Regions from separate parts of the Arabidopsis thaliana genome. Here region 2 is linked to region 1. Evidence: chromatin contacts called from public capture Hi-C data. All regions are on one chromosome and are shown on one strand. Each heading gives the region's core, a stretch centred on a gene start, on an enhancer-like site or on the middle of the called end of the contact. The rest is flanking DNA. Distances are from core to core; before and after follow the strand shown. Region 1 holds the start of AT2G22750 (basic helix-loop-helix (bHLH) DNA-binding superfamily protein). Region 2 holds the start of SNG1 (sinapoylglucose 1).

The links. Capture Hi-C pulls out chosen DNA fragments and counts their contacts.
Region 2: a contact with region 1 is called in a capture Hi-C map of root, with 2.5 times the contacts expected there. The contact joins the promoter of SNG1 here to the promoter of AT2G22750 in region 1. A contact is called at or near these places in 3 of 26 Hi-C or Micro-C datasets (callus, root and seed embryo) and 2 of 3 other capture datasets (root and seedling).

Annotation. Positions count from the first base shown.
Region 1 is chr2:9,668,112-9,673,728 of TAIR10.1, reverse strand. AT2G22750 (basic helix-loop-helix (bHLH) DNA-binding superfamily protein) reads right to left here and starts at 2,056. Exons shown (of 5, transcript NM_001335820.1): 1 at 1,985-2,056; 2 at 1,772-1,845; 3 at 1,123-1,620; 4 at 365-745; 5 at 1-179. The coding sequence starts at 1,819. The coding sequence ends at 105.
Region 2 is chr2:9,783,649-9,789,265 of TAIR10.1, reverse strand. SNG1 (sinapoylglucose 1) reads right to left here and starts at 3,146. Exons shown (of 14, transcript NM_179703.2): 1 at 2,755-3,146; 2 at 2,538-2,683; 3 at 2,325-2,401; 4 at 2,076-2,195; 5 at 1,719-1,821; 6 at 1,585-1,622; 7 at 1,388-1,489; 8 at 870-956; 9 at 701-778; 10 at 430-501; 11 at 233-351. The coding sequence starts at 2,873.

The DNA of each region.
Region 1 (5,617 bases), core at 807-3,306:
CAAACTTAACAACTAAAAAACCACTTTCATGGAAAAACTGATTTTGGATTCTTCGATCGGAGAAATCGATGATGAATGTGTATATGTATGTAACGTGAAACCAATTAAGTGAGCTTTGATAAGCCAAAACTCAAGTTCTTCACAACATCCTCGATTTTCATATCAAAATTGTTATTCTTCTGCAAAGAATAAACTATATCATTAGAATTTTCGAATACTAGAATATTTAAGTCCAAAGTCATACTAATTCTGAAACATGTACATTATCTATAGAATTGATTTATGTTGTCACACGATATATATATTTATGTTGAATACTAGAATAAAGTTATGTTGTAGCTTATATGAGAAAATATATAGTTACCTGAGCGATAATAGAGATGTCAAAAGTGGGTCCAAAGGGCAAGACATTGCTGTTGGTGATAGACAAACCAAGCTTTTCAATCTCCCCCATAATCTTGATCACATTACCCTTTTGCTTCTCGCATAGGATCTTAATAAGAACATCTTTTCCTGAAACCCTAACTTCTATTTCTGGAAGATTTGAGCTCGAGCTATTGCGATTTCCATCTGAGGAAGATGATGATGATGGTTGATGATTTTCATCTAAAACCAGACTAGACTTCTTTACAAGAACCACTGATTCCATTGTCTTTTCCTTCTTTTGTTCCTCATACTCTTTCACACTCTCTTGGAGGTACTTTATATGCTTTATTGCATCTCCCAACACAGAAGCCTTGTCCATCTATAATGACATAGATGCATATTTCAATATATAGCATGTAAATATATTTATATTTAATCGAAATGAAAAACCTTCAAGCCGGAACTGCAAATGATTTGTAAAAAAGTAATAATTCTTATATATAGAGGATTTGTTTTAGTATATTTCGAGTTTCACAAAGTCGGTCCTGGTCAAATAATTTAGTCTCATAACCGGGAGATCTGAAGTCAAAACTTTCATTGTGGGTATAAGAAAAGAGTGAATACTGTCCATGAAAATTGGTTTCTTGCCTAGCAAAATAGAATTATTTAAGAAAAGACTACACTATCATTTGGTTGGTATGCGCCTCTTTATTAAACAAGAAGAAGAAGAGAAGATTTATTTTTACATATGTGTACCTTCTTTAGGCCAGGAATTAGCGCGGAAAGAGCTACAAATCTTTGAGTAAGCTTCTCTCTCCGTTTTCTCTCTGCCAGTATGTGATCTTGAGCATTTGATTGGCTTCGAGTCAAGGATTGAGCTCTCTTTGTCCCTCTTATTATCAGCTCGGCTTTCTTATGCTCTGGTAATCCAATTTCTTCGTCCTTGGGGCTAAATATTAAGTTTGGAGAGTTGTGATTCATAACATGTAAACCTGTCTTTTCAAAAGAAAGAATCCTAGAAGAGGGCTGGTGCTTTGGAGGAGGAGGATTAGAAGAAGAAAAAGGATGTAAGTTTGGTGATATGTGAGTGGTCTTGAGGATCTTTGAAGGTCTTTCTTCTACCAAACTTTTATTACAAGAAGCATCAAGGTTATAACAAGTGGTGGTATCATCAAGAGATGAGAGAGACTGTGGAACATCTCCGACGAGTGAGTTCATGTGGAATTGGTGGATGATACTATATTCTTCTATATCCTATACGAAAAGCAAATAATAAAGATTCGTGAAATTTGCCTAAGAAAAAGTAGGTTAAAAGAACATGAATATAGATTTTATATATATACAAAATCATATGAGGAAAGAGAGGCACACATAAATATGTATGTATGTGTGTATAGAAATATACCAATTCGGAGGACCATTTGGTAGAGAAAACGTTCATCGCTGTGGCCATGATCGCTAGCTTCTTAGTTAAAAAATCTGAAAATTGGTAATCATATGAGGAAACTATTAACCCAAGAAAATGAAATTATATAACATTAATATTTCTTGAATTCCAAAAGCTTTACAAGAATTTGAGAAATTTAAGCAGTCTAAGAAAGATGAAGTTGAAGTTTACCTTCTATAGAGAGATAGATAGAGAGAGAGAGAGGGAGATTTGGACTTGCTCATGTGCTAATGGCTAAACACGATTATATTTTTATACATATATACGACGACTCTGAATTTTATGTGCAGGCGTGAAAGGCAATCAAATACAAATAGATACTGGTTGATAATATTAATTAAAAATAATAATACATTAGATTGATTGATACTGATAATACTCTCAAAGATTTTGATGCCAATGTGTATCTATTACTAAATATGAATATTTAGGATCGAATAATGATAATTGTGCGAATTTTCTAAGAATTTAAATAATATATTTCTTGGAAATATTTGTCTTTCGAAAATCTCCTGGACAAATTTGTTTCTTAGAAATTCTTCTAATTTTATTTTTTCTGGAAATCCCTCAAAAGCATTGTTTCTCGAAAATCTCTTCAAAAACCGTCGGAAATATTAGTTTTTCGAAAAACTCTCGGAAATTTTCAAAGATATTTCGAAATACATGGATTTTTGACCACTTTAAGCTAATGACAATAATCCTTCGGAAATCCATCTGAAAGCACATTTCTGAAGATTTACCAACGAATTTGACCCTATGAAATAAGATTTTTATCTTGTAATGAAAATTGCTAGTTATAATTTATTTTTATTTTTTTATTTTTACTTCTATTAACAAGAAAAATTAGTTTAAAATATTTGATTTTATAAGACAAATAGACATATTATATATACACAAATAAACACATAATATATACAAACAAAACAAAACAGAAAGGGAGAGTCAGATCGTAAAAGAGTCTTCAGTGATGAAGGATCCTTAGAGGGCTTGAGGGGAGCTAGATTCCACCAAAGATACATACTGTATATAATTTGTAATTGTGTATGATTAATCAACTAGTTTTTATTTTATTTTGTTCACATCAATCAACTAGTTAAGAAATAATCTTTCTCCATTTTGATAAGATATTATTCCCTTGATCTTTGGTTTAATACTAATATTGATGTAGGGTTAAGAAAAGATTACGAAATCTTCATGAATACCTAATAATATCATCTTCTTAAATCTTCCCTATATATTGCCAACAAGAATGTATTCAAACAATTATATCTTGTTCATTTTAAACAACGGTCGCTAATCAGAAATAAACAAAGAATTTGCATTCATCCTCAATATATGGTGGGTTCAATCATTGTTCATATATATAGAAAAATGTATTTTCTTTCATTACTTTTTTTTCTCACTTGTTACTTGTTAGTATTGCGCCAACCCAAGATCTTCCCTTGATTTGTTTTTGTATTTGATATAGTATTGGACTATTGGTTATGACATGTTTCTGAGGTATCAACTATTGGTTATGACATTGTTACAACTTACAACTTGTCAATTTTAATGGGTAGGTAGAAAAGAAACCAAAATGTACAATCACTTTATCAAAATTACATTTCAGAAAGAAAGAAAAATTATGATCTATATAAACATATATATAAGACTTTCTAATATAATACATATTTAGAATGTGATTGGCTAGGGCTTATCTATAAATAACACACACACACATATGCACATAAATAATTAAGATTATTTCTTTTAGAAAAGAAAAGAAAACATATGAACTAATGAGTTACGTTTTCGTTGGAAAAATAGTTCTCGTCTATTCTATCACTAGATACATAGAAATCATCACTAGATTTTTCAGTATATCGCTCATTCTATTTTATTTTTTACCATACACTGGTAATATTAACACAGAAGCATGTTATTTCCAATGAGTTACACATATAAGAATATAATTGAAATATAGACCCCTTTAATTAGATATATATTTGCAAAATTTATACTCTTAAGAAAATAAAGTGCTTGCGAATAGTTATTGAGAGAGACACAGCTGACTCTTTTGAGGGTCTAGTGTCTTGTGCAACCATGGTAATCTAGGTTAAGAAAACTCATTAATTTATTTTATATATACGTACTCATAAAGTTTTGTTGGAAGTGTTGAAATAATCAGCCTTTCAAAATAAAAAGCACGTGAGTTAGTCTAATAATCTATTGGAGAAATGACAGGCAAGAGACAACTAATCTCTCGATCCCTCTATTACCTCACCCCAAAATATAAGCATCAAGCATCTTGAAATCATTTGTATAATATATACATGCAGTCATGCACATGATTAAGGTATAATAATTAGAACTTTTTCGTTGTTCAAGATCCAATTCTCTATGATGAAAAATAGTTTGATGGGATCCGCATATCCAGTGTAACGTGAGAAATTAACATGTGTTATTTATATCTATTGGTGCATAATTAATATTTTCTTATAAACGCTCACTAATAATTTTGTTGTAGGAGTAAATTTTGGAAGTCAAACACTAATTTGGTAACGAAAAAGAACAAAAAGAAGTAGACAAAGAAACTTTTATTATATAAGCTTCTGCAATTTGTTACGTTTTAAGGGAATATGATTAGTTTATTATCAGTATGCATGTCAGGATGTGTTGGTTAATGGATGTACGGTCAAGTGGCCCTATTATAATTACTGGATGTGCTTTGGATATGATTGTACTGTTTCCTCTTAACTCTCAGGTCTTGACCTAACAACGTCAAAAAAAGAAAAATTTAACAAAAAGAACAATGTCAAAAATAGTCTTAGTTTCAAACCTCAAGAATAAGAAAAGAAGACACGGGAATGCATGGACTCAGATTCTTAATTAAGAAAAGATATTGTATTCTACACACGACAAAAAAAAAAGAAGAAGATATTGTATTCTACAGAGAAACAAGATTAGAAACTTAAAGGTGATAATTGATTAATTAGTGGAGTTGAATGAATTTGAACATGCAATAAATAAATAAATAATAACGTGTTACTTAATCATTGATTTGAATATCTTTATCAAAATCATTAGTAATATATAGTAAGTTAAGTGTTACATCAATATCAAGAATTTGCTCGATAAAAAAAAAAAAAAAAAAGAATTTGCGCGATGATTTGATTTCAGATGGGATTTTAAATAGATTTGGAAGTGTTTAAGTTTAAACTAATAAGACTATTTTATTACTAGACTCAACTATAAGCTTGAACCTAGTTATTTTTTAAAATAGTATATAACTCTTCGAACATCTCCGTAACACCTCCTCATACTCTTCTAGAGCTGGACATCAAACGAATATCCTATATAAAAAAATAGTATATATATATATATATAATTGTTTGGAGATTTTCTTAATCTGTAGTATAGCCGGTCAGCTATGTTTCTTATAGAACAAAATAAAAGAAACTGAAAACCATCATTTGTGTTGTTTATACCAACATATTTTTTTTGTTGTAGAGTCAATTTTTTTTTTCTTTGATAAAACCAAGAAAGTTTCAGACATTTGATCTGTAATCTTCCTTCGTATCTGGAATCAGCTTTTAGTCCACTCCTATTTAAAGAATCCGTAATCTTCCTTCGTATTTGGAATCAACCTTTAGTCCACTCTTATTTGAAGAATGCCTCTCCATCCTAAAAGATGGATTGAATCCGGAACACAAGGGAACCAACCCACTTGTACTACCACTAGGCCATCATCTTTTTGGTTAAAATAAATTGTGATTAAATATGTGAGTCTAATTTTTCATTAAAATGACAGAAAACAATAATAAT
Region 2 (5,617 bases), core at 1,897-4,396, 110 kb before region 1:
GAATAAATTTGATATTTATGTAGTACTATTATATTTGTTCCTTGTATGTGCTTTTTTGAACAAGGAAATTTTAAATATTAAACTTTACTAAACTTTCGATCTATCAGCTTATAAAATTTTGCCCAATCCTACTTGTAGTTGTATAAAACCAGCTCTTAAAAATAAGATTCAGGTTTAACTCTAACCTAAGAGCTGATTTGAGTTAAAATTGATAAGTAATTTTAAATCAAACCTGTAAATAAGAGATCGGTATCCACTGATGCTGTTATTCATGTGATATGGTATGCTGCTTACAATGTCGTGATTGTATGGAATAGTCCGATTACATCGCGCCCATTTTCCTTTACTACCCTGTAATCATAGATCGTCCTTAATTTAAATTTAGAAACTTCCTTGATCAATAATCTTAAATTTAAACTTGGCATATACCTTTTCAATATGAAGAGCTTCGCGAACGCTCTCGTCGTTAGCCCAACATTCAATGAGATGATATGGATAATACTGCAAAAGCAACCTTGTAAATATGTTTCTTTGAAATGTCAAAATATATCCACACATAGTTTTACATTTGATTTCATCCATTTTTAGTACGTTCTTAGTTTTTATAACTAAATAGATGGTTGCAGCTGAGGTACTTTACATAAATAGGTTTTCAAAATCTGTCAAAAAATTATTTTTGGAGGAAAGAGATATTACTTACATAACAATCAGGAGATGTTACATTGGTTACATCGCAATCTGGTGTTAATATGTGATGGATATTTATTTTGGCAGTGCACTGTGGATAAACAAAAATCGGAATTAGTAATGATATATAAAAGAACAATAAATAAATAAAAGTATCGACCAAATTTCTGAGTGTGATGTACCTTATGATATTCTTCAGTAAGTTTCAAACATTGTGTGTTAGATGGATCCACATTGTAATAATTTCCGTTGCAGATTCTCTTCATTGGCTGCAACAAAAGAGTTTTGAACAATTATTATTATTCTTTGAAAAAAAAAAAAAAAATTATTATTATTATTTTTGATGAAAGTTTCGAACAGTATTATTTCGTTTGAGGCTTCGAAATGGCAAGTTTCAATCATGTTATTATAGGATACAATATAAGCAAAACTCAGAGCAAGACTCGCGAGACATTTGCTACCATATAAGTAAAACTCAGAGCAAGACTCTCGAGACATTTCCTACCAAATTCCTACCAATATTTATTTCCTATGGAACATTTACTACCAATATTTTTCGTAGGAAAATTGTAGAAATAACCTGTTTCTTACCATTTTCCGACGTTTTTGGCTATAAGAAATCAATGTTTTTCTTGTAGTATATCGATTCGTCAAATATTTAAACTCTCTAGTGACAATATAAGCATGCCTTATTTCATACCTCATAGATTTCGTCGGAGATTAATCCCATACCATAAGCATATGGAATGCGGAAGTTTTGTTCAAAGTCCATATATGTTACAGGGTTTCCAAGCATATAACCCTGTTTTTGTTTTGGTAAGAAAATATATTTTACTATCAATATTTATTGTTCGAAAAATTATGTATGATACAAGAAGTAAATCAAAGATCAATGACCTGTAGATTTATAGGAGGTTCGCAACATATATAATTTCCTGCACCGTTGTCGATATTGTTTAAAAGTAACAAAATGGATTAAATGATATTCGAAGAAAAGTGGACTTTAATTGACTGATATGATAAAACCATACCTTGTGAGATTTCTTGAACGAGGGCCGGGACAATCATACCGGAATAAGAATCTCCAACTACATATAAAGGGTTGGAGAAATATTGTGGATGCCTGCTTAGCCACTACAAAAAAAAAACAAAAAAAATGCAGTCGAGATGTGGATGTTATAATCAATGAGACAATCGTATACGCAGAATTTTTAAAAAACACCTCAACCGCTTGGTTCAAATAAAAAATTAGAATGTGTTAAGCTTGGAACACTTGGACATTAAATAAGATGATAACTTTACACCAAGAGAATTCCAACATTCACAAGAAATTCAATGCAAATAGAGAAAAATGCTTTTAAGACACGTTTTCAAGTTTCTCTTATTACCTTTTGAAGAAACTCATGGGTCCTCTTTACTTCACTTATGTCACCAGTTTTATCAATTGGAGTTTTTGAGTAGGAGAAGCCAGATCCTACTGGCTGATCCAAGAATATAATGTTTGCCATCTGAGAAATTGACACAAATTTGTTTTTTTTTTTCTTTCTTATTTTTGCTTTTTTAATTGACACAAAATTTCAAGGATGAAGAATGTATCATTTGGTTTGTGATAGACAGATGAACATACTATTGGCTACCTTTGTCCATGAATATGTAGTAGAGAACAAAGAAGGAGCACTTCCGTTGAACACCTCAAACTTCAAACCCACCGGTCCTAAATTTTTGTTTTTTTACCAATTTAAATAACTCGGTGAAAGTAGTGCTTAGCGAAAGAAGAAAAAATAAATAAATAAATACATATATAGATATATATATATTATATATTAAAAATTTATTATTATAAGATTTACCGTTCTCAAAAATAATACCACCAAGACAAGAACATCCAGGTCCTCCATTTAACCATATAAGAAGAGGATCTTCTTTTGGATTGTTTTCAGATTTGATGAAATAGTAGAAAAATTGCACATTCTCGTCCTCACCAATACCAATGTACCTTCATTAAGAAGAATGCTTGTTTACATACACAAATAAATGCATTGGTTAAAAAAAAAAAAAATTACAAACCCGGTTTCAAGTTCGAAAGGAAGAGGGCCTTCAAAACCAGGAAGAAACTTGACGATAGAGGCAGAATCAACATGATGATACAAGACAAGCAGAAGCAGAAACTTTATTTTCAAACTCATTATATTCTCTGTGTGTCTAAAGATTAGTCCATTTACGGATAGACATAGGATCTTTATAAAATAATGATAAGATGGGTACGTTGCTTTTGCAAAAATTTGATAATATCACCAAACACGGATAAGGTAGGGACGTTGCTTTTAATGCTCTTGATTTTGTTCATAATCCTTTACACTTGGGTGGTCCAGGCCCAAGCAAAAATTATTAATATGGTATGTAATTAAAATCAAACACCCTCACAAATAATAAACTTACTAATTTGTTCTGTTTTATATAAAAAAAAAATAGTAAGATTGTGTAAAGAGAAATACATTAAAATCGCATTAAAACAAGTTTTTTGTGTGTGTTCTTGGTCTTTGGTGATGGGCTGTGAGGGAAGAAAAATGCAATAATGACATGAAGCATGGTGTCTATCTGCACACGTATATGTTTGACATTATCTTCTCCTTTTTTTTTTTTAAACTAACTTTTGTGTCCTTGATGCAATAGTGAAATGAAGCATTCTTGCTATCTTCTACAGAGGCCATGCCAAATTTTATATGTGACTAGAGTTGTTGTTTCTGGATAACTTTTTCTACATTATGCTTGTTTATTTAAATAGAGATTACTTATCTTGGTTGTCTAGATCTGAGTATGTGGAAAAGATGATAGCTGCAATTGATGCATGGTCTCAAGATCAAAGGAAAATATGTTGTGTTGTGTTGTGTTCTGTTGTGTTGTCACTGCATTGTTTGAAATGTTACAAGTGTATCGTCCCAGTACTACCACCATTGAAATCATTCGCCTAAAATATATTGTCAACTTGTAGTTTATACCATTCTTGATACACTTGGCAAAAGGCCAAAAGCATTAAGCATGTGTCGCTTCCTCAAACAAAGGGTAGTGTAGAATTCTGAATCATGTACCTGGACGTTGTTTACGTGAAATCCTTAAAAGTGATACAAAATAGCCATGTCGATAACTGTATGCATATTTTTTTTTTGAGCTCTCTGTTACTTGTTACTTGTTAGGACGTAAAATTTGTAATAAAAAGTTTATTCTGAATTATGTACCTGGATGTTTGTGACATAATCTTGGCCATTTATAGTTTATGGTTGATGCGTTTTGCTGATCTAACTAGCATGGAAACTTTAGTTCCATCAGCACCATATCATGTTTTGTGTCATCAACCTATGTATAACTTGCTCACGAATTTTAAACCGAGAATAAAAAAAAAACAAAAAAAAAAACGGAATTACTTTTGTAAGAGTTTGGTAATAACAGCTTTACTAAAACCGGATTAACCAAACAGAACTGAAAATGATCATCCCTTAAAATACACATATCAATGTTGGTTGTATAAACTAAACTTCAGAGAACAAACAGACAAGCGATCAAATAATTAAACCAATTTTTAAAACGTATATAGGTTTTATTTCTGTTTGATTCAATTTGGTTTTATTTCCCTGACGAAAATTTCGTCCACCCCTAATTATAGTTGTAGAGGGAACAAGCTAATCAGGTTTTAAAAAGTAGATCTAAACTCTAACCTAAAAAATAAGAGATTGGTAGCCATTAATGCTGTTATTTAGATGGTATGGTACGCTGCTTTAATTGTTGTGATTGTATGGCAAATTCCGGGAAGAGATATTGTCCATATTCTAAATGCAGGCAGACAAAAACAAAAATTAACAGTAATTAATATCGTTGTGTAGGCCCTTCTCATATTCTTGTTTGTGTGGAGCAACCATTTCGAAGTGGTTTTGTCAATCAGTATCATATATGTTGCTTTCTGTATGGGTACGAATGGTTGCCTAAAATTGAATGGAATAAAAATCATTTAGGATTGAATATCATTCAATATCATTCAAATTGTAGTGAACAAGTTGAACAACTTTTCTTTATAACTTGCTATTTTTTCAATTTTTAAGTTGAATAATGTTTTTCAACTTTTTCATCTCAAATGATAAAAGACTAGTTGAATATTGTTTCAATTCTTTCAGCTTCTTTATTTGAGACAACCATTTGCACTATATATGTCACTAGACTTATCCATAAATTCAAAATCATATTATATTAGTGATGATAAGGTACGGGAGTTGCGTTTGTCGCTAAAACTTCGGGAATAGTCCACCAACACCATGAATAATGATAAGGTACGGAAGTTGCAAATCACCACATATTTATCTGATTATCTTAATTTGTAACGAAAATGTTCTCCTCAACATTAAGAAAATTTTGTCACAACCTTAACCATCTAGCCAGTCCTATCTTTAAAATTTAAAACCCAAAAAATAAAATAAAATATTTGTCCTTCTCAATTAAAATGTAATCGAAGATCGAGGTGGTGTTTGAACTGCGAACTAGTACGTTTAAAAGGAGAAGGGGAGACATGAAGAAAAACGTATGGTTACAGCCAGAAAGAATACTTATGTTTTTTGGGTGTAATGTTTAGTCAGAAAAATACTCAACAAAAAAAATTTGTCATGTCTAAAGAGATCTCTTTTGTACTCTCATTTTTCAGTTCGTTAATACAAATCCAAATCGTCGATTACTTCAATCCTAAAATCATTAGGCTCATACGATGAGAATCTAGACCATATCCCTAGATCTTATAACAAAATTTAAAGTGCAGATCTTGCATTCACATATTGACGTCGTGTGATTTTTCTCGTCATACAACATAAACTTACATATACCTTTTTCACGAGTTATACAATGAATTTTGTTTGAATAAAACGATAAGAAAACCAAAATTACATTTACC